2 separate regions of the Gossypium hirsutum genome follow, and region 1 is linked to region 2. Evidence: chromatin contacts called from public Hi-C data. All regions are on one chromosome and are shown on one strand. Each heading gives the region's core, a stretch centred on a gene start, on an enhancer-like site or on the middle of the called end of the contact. The rest is flanking DNA. Distances are from core to core; before and after follow the strand shown.

Evidence for each region. Hi-C and Micro-C count contacts between places; a contact is called where the count stands out from the background.
Region 1: a Hi-C map of leaf shows a contact between it and region 2, with 2.7 times the contacts expected there. The contact joins the promoter of LOC107962500 here to the enhancer-like site in region 2. A contact is called at or near these places in 10 of 34 Hi-C or Micro-C datasets (anther, hypocotyl, leaf and 2 more).

Annotation. Positions count from the first base shown.
Region 1 is chrA06:7,039,986-7,045,079 of Gossypium_hirsutum_v2.1, reverse strand. It overlaps LOC107962500 (transmembrane emp24 domain-containing protein p24delta5), which reads right to left and starts at 2,988. Exons shown (of 4, transcript XM_041115000.1): 1 at 2,565-2,988; 2 at 846-1,058; 3 at 671-747; 4 at 123-445. The coding sequence starts at 2,801. The coding sequence ends at 301.
Region 2 is chrA06:6,932,823-6,937,830 of Gossypium_hirsutum_v2.1, reverse strand. No RefSeq gene overlaps it. Among protein-coding and RNA genes, the nearest start is that of LOC121230375, 7.6 kb to the right of the region's middle. Within about 2 kb of position 2,455, at least 6 of the 9 cell types and tissues checked have an H3K27ac peak or open chromatin away from gene starts, as enhancers often do. A contact at or near this core is called in hypocotyl and leaf, where this site is marked.

The DNA of each region.
Region 1 (5,094 bases), core at 1,739-4,238, 110 kb before region 2:
TGGTATGCCTTCTCCCACTCAGGACTGCTGGTAATATCCCTCATCTAATGGATAGATAAGATTAGAGATAATTGAAACCATCCAGTAATTTGTTCTTTTCACTTGTCACTCATCAACATTCATAATGGAAGTGCCGTAAATTAGATTTATAAACCATCGCCAATCTTCATTCCCAAATCAGCAGGAAATGAAAGGAAGTCAATGGTACAACAAGAATTAAGTGAATTCTTCTATCTTTCCTTTTTCTAGTTCTTCAAAGACATTTTTAACTTTGTTTCACAAACTACTTGTGTATATAATCTAGATGAGCTTCTTCTTTACAAAGTAACGTTTCAAATACCATATCTGCAAAACCGAAACCGCGATGCAGACACCAAGAGACATGATACTGAACCATGCCACTCTAGCATTTGTTGCTTCACTTACTTCTCTCATATCTGCTTCTCTGTAAGATATCCAGGAAAGAAAGGCAAATGTTATTTTAACATTTTCTTATTTTGAATATGTTCATACTTTAAAGATGTATAAACCCTGTGAACCTATGAACAGATCCTTTAAGCATTGAGTTTCTTAAGGTTTTTATTTCAAGCAATTTCAATAAACTGTGATTTGGGTTTTCACTATAATGTTCGCACCTTGAACTACAGTTTAGGTGTGATAAGAAGAGTACCTGTCTCTGAGATAGATTAGGTTACCGCGAATGGTTTCCACTATTCCTTGAAGTCTCCTAAGAACAAGTTCAACACCCTATAGAAAGCAATATAATAATGCATAAGAAATTTGGAACGCTATGGAGATTTAAGTCCCATGTGAAACTTCAACTGAAAGGACATCAAGGATCTCACCTCTATTTTCTCTTTCTTTGCAACCGATTCCCAATCCTTGGCAGCAATTCCAGTTTTCCAGTCAACTCCCAAAGTTAGTTCGGAATCCTTTTGGAAACTGCCATCCTTCCAGAAACAAGCTAGATAATTGCCTGACTCACTGGTTGTAAATGCAAACTGACCATGAGTTGCATTTTCATTGTGGTGAAGATTGTTCCCAAAAGGGGATGTTACCTAAAGAACAAGATATAAGGTGTTGTAAGTTTGAAAGTAAATTACTTATTCGATATGTGCATCACCATGTTAAAACTATTAATAGTTGGAATGAGTTTCCCTGATAAATTCCAAAACACATAAAAATTAAAATCAATGATCTCAATATCGCTCCAACCCTTCGTTTTTCTTAAAGCACCTGAATCTGAACTTATTGAAAGATATCTTACTGCTTGTAGTTCATTTCAAACTCATTAATATCAATCATTTGAGGATAGTAGGAAGAAAATTCCATGTAGATGACCTCATCTAGTTTGGTTTCGGCTGAGCTACAGATAGTTGTCATAGTTGTCAACTCGAACACAAAGAGTATCAAATGCAAAAGAAGCTTCAATGACCAATTAATTTTACTTTTACTATTCCTCGAAGTTAAAGGGATTCTTCAACCATACCAAGGTAACCAAACAAATTTTTTTTTTCCACCCTCAAGACTTTTCCATCAAACAGAAAGGATAGTTCTTCTGCAGATTAAGAAACAAAAAGAAGCACCTAAGACTTCCCTTGAGGGGTGGCCTAGGACCTGAAGGCACATATCTTATCCCCATGTTCATGGCTCAGCTAACAGCATATAGGATTAAAAACATATACTTATAATTTAAACTGAAGAAAAGAACTTATTCTGTCAATATTCATACGGATCCATTGAAGGATCCTAAAGTATCAAAGGGTAATTTCTGACCTTAGCCAAAAAGAACTCCCATTCATATTAAAAAAGGAAGATTAAGCAAAGGTTTACTCTTGGATATGACTTGCCCCATAAATACAGATTCTAGACATCCTTGACACTGGCAAAAGGATACAAAATCATACCCATAGTAAGGCTAAGCCAAGATATATGACATTAAAATCGAACATTGTTATACCTAACCCCTCGCCCAGAGAGGCTCGCCAAACCCGCACACGCCATTCACGGGTGCCACCACCAAGTCGCATTAGAGTCCACTCAAAAGCTCCCCCAATCACATTTCATAGAATCGCTCAAGACTCTACTGCTGGCTCTACAACTCCACACAATCACACCCTAGTAGAGCACTCCAATGCTCTACTAATAGCACTCAAATGACCCTCTATTGTAGGACACCTGTAAGGAGGCCAGGTCAAGTTCCTCTATATAAGCTCTCTCCTCCATCTCCAGGAAGAGGCAGGTGCTGAATACAAGGCCGATACTCTACCCAAATCCGGCCACACTGACCAAACTCTCCAAATCATCTTCCCAATAAACTCTCGACACACAGTGTGAACCCCTTCAGATCACCAAACTCAAACCTTGTATCAACAAAACATAAAAAGTAGCAACATAATCACTGATCAACTAAACCAGTAAAAGCTTCAACAACAAAAATTTCAGATGAAGAACGTCAAAAGTTGCAAACCCATTAAACTACAAGTATTGAAATTGTAAAAAGAAAATTGAAGAACTCAGATAAACCCAGATGGAGAATTTGGTTGAAAAGGTAAAAGAATTACCCGGGCAGAGATGGTGGGGATATGATCAGGGTTGTTTTCATCGATCACATAATAATCACCTAAAACGACAACGTTGCTCTGGATCTCCTCGGAAACACACTTGGTTCCTGAACTTGGAATCGTTAACCATATAGCTTCAGCAACCGGTAATATATTACTGTTCCTCGTTAAACATAGTACCAAGATTATAGGCAGAAAACACGCCGCACGACCGCCAAAAACCATGCCTTCGTTCATTGTTAAAGGCGAACAAAACCCACAAAAAAAGGACTCTTTTCGCTTCCTTTCTCTGTTTCTTTCTTTATTTTTAAGTTCAATATGTTTGCTGGGTTTGATAGCTAGTCGTAGACTCGTAGTTGTCAGAGTCAAACGGTGGAAAACACGCGCCGATAACTGGGAGTGAGTTTGGTGTATGGGACAATTAAGAGAAAGGTCATATAAGAGTTGCTGTGATCGACCAATAATAATGTTCCAGCTAAGAAATTTTAGGATTGAACTGCAATGTCAAAGCCACGACCACGCGCTATTTTTAATAAGGGTAAATTTTATTATTAGTCCCTTAACTATTAGCATATTTTTATTTTGATATTCAAACTACAAAACTTTTAATTTCATAATAAATGTTTTTCAATTGATTCTGTTTTTATCACCCTCCATTAAATCCTTAATGGAAATGATATACAAAAGTTAGCTCTCCTATCATATTATATATGTATTAGTAGTTTTAGGAATACTTATATACTATAGAGAGGGATCCACTTAAATCGATGTAAAATTAAAATAATTTTACATTCTCGATTAATATTTTATCGATCTAACATTCACATTTTATATTTCATTTATATAGATCATACATGAAAATTTTAATGTAAATTAAAATTTTCTAACAATTTGTTTTATTTAAAAAAATTCTAGTCGTTCAATAAATATTAATATATATATATGTGTGTGTAGTATTTTAGATCTATATGATAGAAATATCAGATCAGCTTGAAAATTTACATGCATAGCAAGTATAACTACATTGTTAAATTCAACGATTGAATTGTTAAAATATTAATTGTTCAAAGAGATACAAAAGGGTGTAAAACTATTTGTATAAGCGGATCCCTCCCTATATAATATATTATTATATTATGTAATAATATATAATCTATTAATTGATCCAATTCACGTAAATCGTTTGGTAAATTCGATTTTTACTTCGGATTAATGAATTGTTATATATAAGTACTAATAGTTTCAAAATATAATATTACATTATGTAATAATATATCGCGTACTGCAATAGTAATACATAATATATTAATTATCATTATATATTATTGTTTATTATTATCTTGGTTAAAATATGCTCTAAGTCCCTAAGTTCTTTGTACATTTGAAAGTTAGCCCTACTACTATATTGAATAATGCTATATTATATATAACATATTAATAGTTTATATATTATAATATTATGTAATACTATATCTTTTATTATAATATATAATATATCATAGCTATATATATATGTATTAAAGTTTTAGTAAAAATTACTACTATATTATTATAGACATAATACTAAAAATAGCCCCTAAAGTTTGACATTTGTTCACTTTTGCCCTTTATCTTTTTTTTAGCACTTTAATCCTTAACGTTATTATTTTTTTTGTCAAATTGATCTATTTTTAATGGACATGTTGGTGTGACTGTTAATTGACTAATTGTTAACATTAAAACCAAATTAAACAATCAAATTGAGCCAATTCAAACAAATCGATTGGTAGGTCTAACTCTTAGTTATATACACACACACATATATATATATGTATGTATTAATAGTTTTGAAATATATTATTACATTATGCAATAATATATCACATACTATAATAGTAGTACATAATATATTAATTATTATATATTATTATTTATTATTATGGTTGAAATATGCTCTAACTCCCTATACTCTTCATACTATATTATATAGAATGCTATATTATATCATATCATAGGTAATATATTAATAATTTATATATATGCATTAATGATTAAATATAATTGGTTAATATATTCATAGTTTATATAATTGGAGTCAAAAGTTGTTAGGATCGTCCCGAATTAGCAACGAACAAGTAAAAATAGTAGAAGAAATTGAGAAGATGAACACACAAATTTAACGTGGAAAAACCCCTCAAAAGAGGATAAAAAACCACGGGCAAAGATAATTTTACTATAATGGCAAAAGAATGAAGAGTACAAAAGATGGAGATAAAAACTAAACCCCAAAAACCCGAAAAACAAAGAACCCTCAAACGTAAACACAAAATTCTCTGAATGTGTTATGAGTTCTAATCTAATGGGTGTCTCTTTTTCTAAGATTGTAAAGGAGCCTATTTATAGGCTAAATTAGTAAGTCAAATAAACTATACTAATAAATGCTAAATATATTATACTAATAAATACTAAATCTTCTAGAAAGAAAATATATTTTTGTTTAACTTTACTTGTAAGCAATCTCTTAGAATTTGGGTCACACAATTCTAACAAT
Region 2 (5,008 bases), core at 1,206-3,705:
TTCAATTAACTTATTGGGTTAATTGAAAACAGTTACTGCCTCTAAAATATCTAAATATATGTTTTATTCCACTATAATTTTTTCATGTTGCATGAGAGCTACATCTTTTTAATATACTTATATAGCAAATGTTACATCATGTCATGTATTATTTGTAGAATACATTAGTTTCCTACAACATTAAGATATGCTATCTCATATTCTTAGAGTACTTCAACATTTTCGTAAGATTGAAGGAGATTTTTATTCACATATAATGATCTTACAACTATCGAAGTGTTTAATAGATGTGTTTTATTCATACAGAATTTCTTTGAAATCATTTTTGTGTAAGATGATGGATGGACATAAATCTTGATTACCCTTTTATTGTCTTTCACCTATATTCTTTTTCTGGTAGTTAGAAGTATTATTACTATAATAATCACACGGCTACTTATTATGTCCCAACTATATCCCAACCACTAGCTACAACTATGACCACGATAGAGACATTTATATTTTTTACTTTTAAAATTGTTATGTATACTATACTCACTTCAACAAATGGAGCAAAACAAATGAAATTAATTTTACGGGTTTTTATAAATAACTCATTAACTAGATATATGCTTAATTTAAAATACTCTTTTTAAAAAAAATCACAATATTATTGCTATCGAAATTCATTAAATGCATGAAAATTGAAAATGTCCTCTTTAGCAAGTCAATATCAACATAAAACGAATGGCCACCATGGATGCAAAAAATTTGAGACCATTTCTACATATGTTGTTGAAAGATTGAAGGAACTTCATCTAGGATAATGGGATTAGCTTCTCAGACTTCACAAAGCATGATAAAACCTTCTGTTGCCCAGTATACAAATCCACAGTTATCACATGATCTATTTATGGAACCGGCTTTTAGTGCACACATTGAGGTTTCTAATGGAGAATGCAAACATTGATATAAAACATATTTGTGGAAAGCCCTCAATCATGCCCAGTTCATTGCTACCACCATATCAAAGGATGGTTCAAGGCCCAATAGGAGTTCCATCTCCTGAACCAAGAAATGAAGGAGAATAAGAAAATGAGCAGTAGAGTCCCTTAGTGTTTGAACATCTTTTTAATGTTTTTGAACTATTATATTTTCTTTTTATTTTGGACATTATTTCTTGGGATGTTTTTATTTTAGTTTGGTTTGTAAGAACTGTGATTCGAACTTAAATTACTCTTAAAAAAATGAATACTTATTAATAAGTAGTAATTCAAGTTCAAAGTAGTTTTTATATATATATTGTGTTTCTCTTTTCTTTTTCTTTTTTTGTGTCATTATAGATCCACCCACTACGACCAAATTTAATTATTTAAGAACTGTGGAGGAAAGAGAGATTTTGTTATTCCTATTCTTTAAACGTTGAAGAAATAATTTATTTAGTTGATCAGAGAACTTTAGCTATAGTTAGAAACCAATAAAAATGAGAACTTAATTGATTGTATTTGTTTAGTAAGCATGCTATTATGCCAATGGAAAGAAGTAATTGATGCTACATAGTTGGAATGTGACTGGGACTGGGATGTTTTCACTTAGTATTTTTCTTTCTTACTTTATTTATGCATAAATTGTAATATATTGTGAGTAGCAAATTATTGAATATCTCTCGTCATGTTTGTAAAATCTGATAATTTATTACCCTTAAATATAGTAAATGGTTTCAATTGTGTGTGCAAGTACACACCTTAGTTATTGTAAGAGGGTGTAAGTAGTGTTGACTTGCAACCTTAACTTGCACCTAGACTATATTATGAAGTCGGGCTAATGTAAAATTTTAGGTTTAGATTCGGCATGACTTGAATAAATAGGTTTAAATTTTTGTATAAGCTCGGATCAAATAAAAATGTTAAACCCAAGTTTGACCCGATTGTATTAAAAAATTATATTATTTTTTATATAAAAATATTTTAAAAATATAATTCATCAAATACACTAAAAACATTAAAATAAAAATTTCCTAATAAATTGAAAATGCATTAAAAAAAGTTTTTGTACTTAAATAACACTAAGATAGTTGCAAATTAGCAAGGAAAAGCATCTAAAAATAGTAGTAAAATTAATAATAAAACAAGAGTTGTACAATATTCAAACAATAAAATAGTAGGAATATAATAGCAAAATAGTAGCAAAACAATATCAAAATGGCAGCAAAACAATAGTGAAAAATAAATTAGGGAAATTCAGGTCGGGCTTGAACCAAAAAAATCTTACCCGACGCTCGACCCATTTAGAAAACGGGCATTATTCTTTGTCCAAACCTATTTTTGAGACTATATTTTTGTCCAAACTCTCTCACTTTTGGGATGAATTTTCAGAATTGAGCCAGTGACCTGGCCCATGGTTAGATATACTTGAACTCTTATGAGAGGCGGAATATGGTTCTTATTTTGGAATGGACTTCATGCCCAAAATAGTGGGCCTAGGTGCCCAAGAAACGGCCTCATGGTGATTATGTGGGTCCTAAAACAGGCTTCTAAGCCCATCCTTGTTGAGCCAAGTTGAGGGCTTTGGTTTGGTCCGACCTAGCAATCGTGTCAAACACTTAAATGTCTTGATGTGGTTCGAAATTTTCTGTATCTAATTAAACGGATTTAATTCCATTTTACAGTCGATAATTGAAATAAATAATAATATTATGACCCAAAAATGTTAAAAAAATTGTAAAATTTATAATAAATGGGTCGAAACATTGCCACGGTTCACTAAACACATTAGGTTTTCTATACTGCGAGTACCAGAAATGGAGGCTGAGGAACAAGACTCGTCCACCCAGTTGACTTGAAAATGAAATCCGAATCACCCATTACAAAATTGCTGCTTAAAATGGACATGCTTCATATGCCTGTCTTCCATTCTCATATCCGTAATTGTTTTCGATTTGCTTTGCATGGTAATAAAAAATTTGAAAAAATTGTAAGAGATAGAGAAGAACAGCAAAAAACCATTACATCAAACACTCAAATTAAATCTGCATAAAAACCTTACAATTAGCTAACAATAAATTAATCACGGAAGATACTGGCTCCTCAAACCACAGTATATATTTTTGTTTTGGGAAGTATTCTTTTTAGATTTAATATAAAATAAAATAAATACCCTTGAATTAATATTTATTGCTTTATTAAAATAAATGCTTTTTTATTATATAACAACTGAGCTGAGACCTAATTATAAGTCACACCATCCCAATCAAAATGAAAATAATATTATTAAAAGTTACTACAATTTGTAGTCTATGTATGTATAAGTTGTGAAGAAACTTTTGAATCGGTAAAACATATTTTATTGTCCATTATATTATTAAATTGATATTAGACAATAATATTTTAGTATATTAACAAAAATAATATTAATTAAAAATATATTTATTAGATAAATTCATAATAATATTGAAATAAATTTTGTATTTATATTCATTTACACTTATTATTTTAGATTAAATATCAATCAATAGATGTTATAGTTATATACTAATTAAAATGAAGATTTAGCACTATAAATAAATACATTAACACCAAATAATTGTGCATTTTCATTCAAATAGCATTAAAGAAAATATCCGAAAAATCAATTTTTAGTTGTTTTGCTTCAATCATCAAAAAATGTTTGACTTCCATTTTAATTAATATGTTTGACTTTTATTATTATTTGATTATTGGTACTTTTATTATATCTATCAACTAATAGTTATTTATATAATGTAGATTAAATAGAGATTGCTAACATGGATAAATTAATTAAATCTCAAAAATAATTGAGTATATAGAATATCGATTGTCTTCTCTAAAAGTTTCAACAGTGTTATTAAAATATTGTTTGTCTACTGTTCTTTTACCCATCTCCTAAGGATAAAGTCAAATCATAGGACGTTGCTTCTTTCTCTTAATTTTCCAAAAGGACGCCCCTTTAGATTTTTGGCAGGTCGGGTGGAGATCTTAATTTCTCGATTTTTGTTAAGGAAAAGTGGTGCTTCCAGAGGAACATAGTTGAATCTCTGTATCATTTTACCTACAATATTAAAGACTGGAATTATTTAGTTTATGATCGTTTAGAGGTCTGTAAAACGAAATTGATGCAAAAATTGGCGAGTATCCAAAGGGCCTTAGAATAATCAGATTCTGCTTACTTAAGTCTTTTATAATTACAGCTTTAGGAGGATTTGGAAGATGTGTTTCACCATGAAGAGCTACTTTGGAAGCAGAAAGCAAGATGTGACTGGCTGCATTTTAGGGAAAATACTAAGTTCTTTCATTCCCGTACGATTCAGAGAAAGAAGCACAACATGATCTCAGCCTTAAAGAATGATACTGGTGATTGGTTGTTTGAAGATAAGGATCTCCAGGCTGAGGCAATTAAGTTCTTCCAGAAGTTGTATATTGAATTATCGGATAGCATAACTTTTTTGCTTTCTGATTCTTTTCTTAAACTTGATCTTAATAATGAACTTTTCTTGGGAAAAGCAATTTTAAATGAAGAGATTAAGACTGCACTGTTTGATATGGCACTGTTTGATAAAATTCCCCAAGTAAATTTTTAAGTCCAATAGTGTCTCTCTAGTCTAGTTAGTTAGAATGTCTATTAGAAAAAGTCCCTGTTTCAATCCTACGTTTTCATCTAGCGGTCAAAACTTCTCTTTCAGTGATTACTATAGAGATGATTATAATCACATACTCGTTTTACCTTGTTTGTTAATATAAGGCATTACCATTGTTATTTCAGCTTCTTTTTCTGTGTATATAAATAAACTGGTTAATAATAAAGTCCTGATAATAATATGATTATTCTTATAAAGGTCCTTAGTTAAGTATTATTGTGGGCTTGGACAATGACAATGCATTGAGACTAATGTGTAGTTGATTGATGACAAAGTGTTGTCATTGACATATGGATGTCAAAATCGATACATGAGTATGTGTTAAAAACCAACATACTGGATTGACTCGCTATGAGTATGGTTCTAAGATTACTA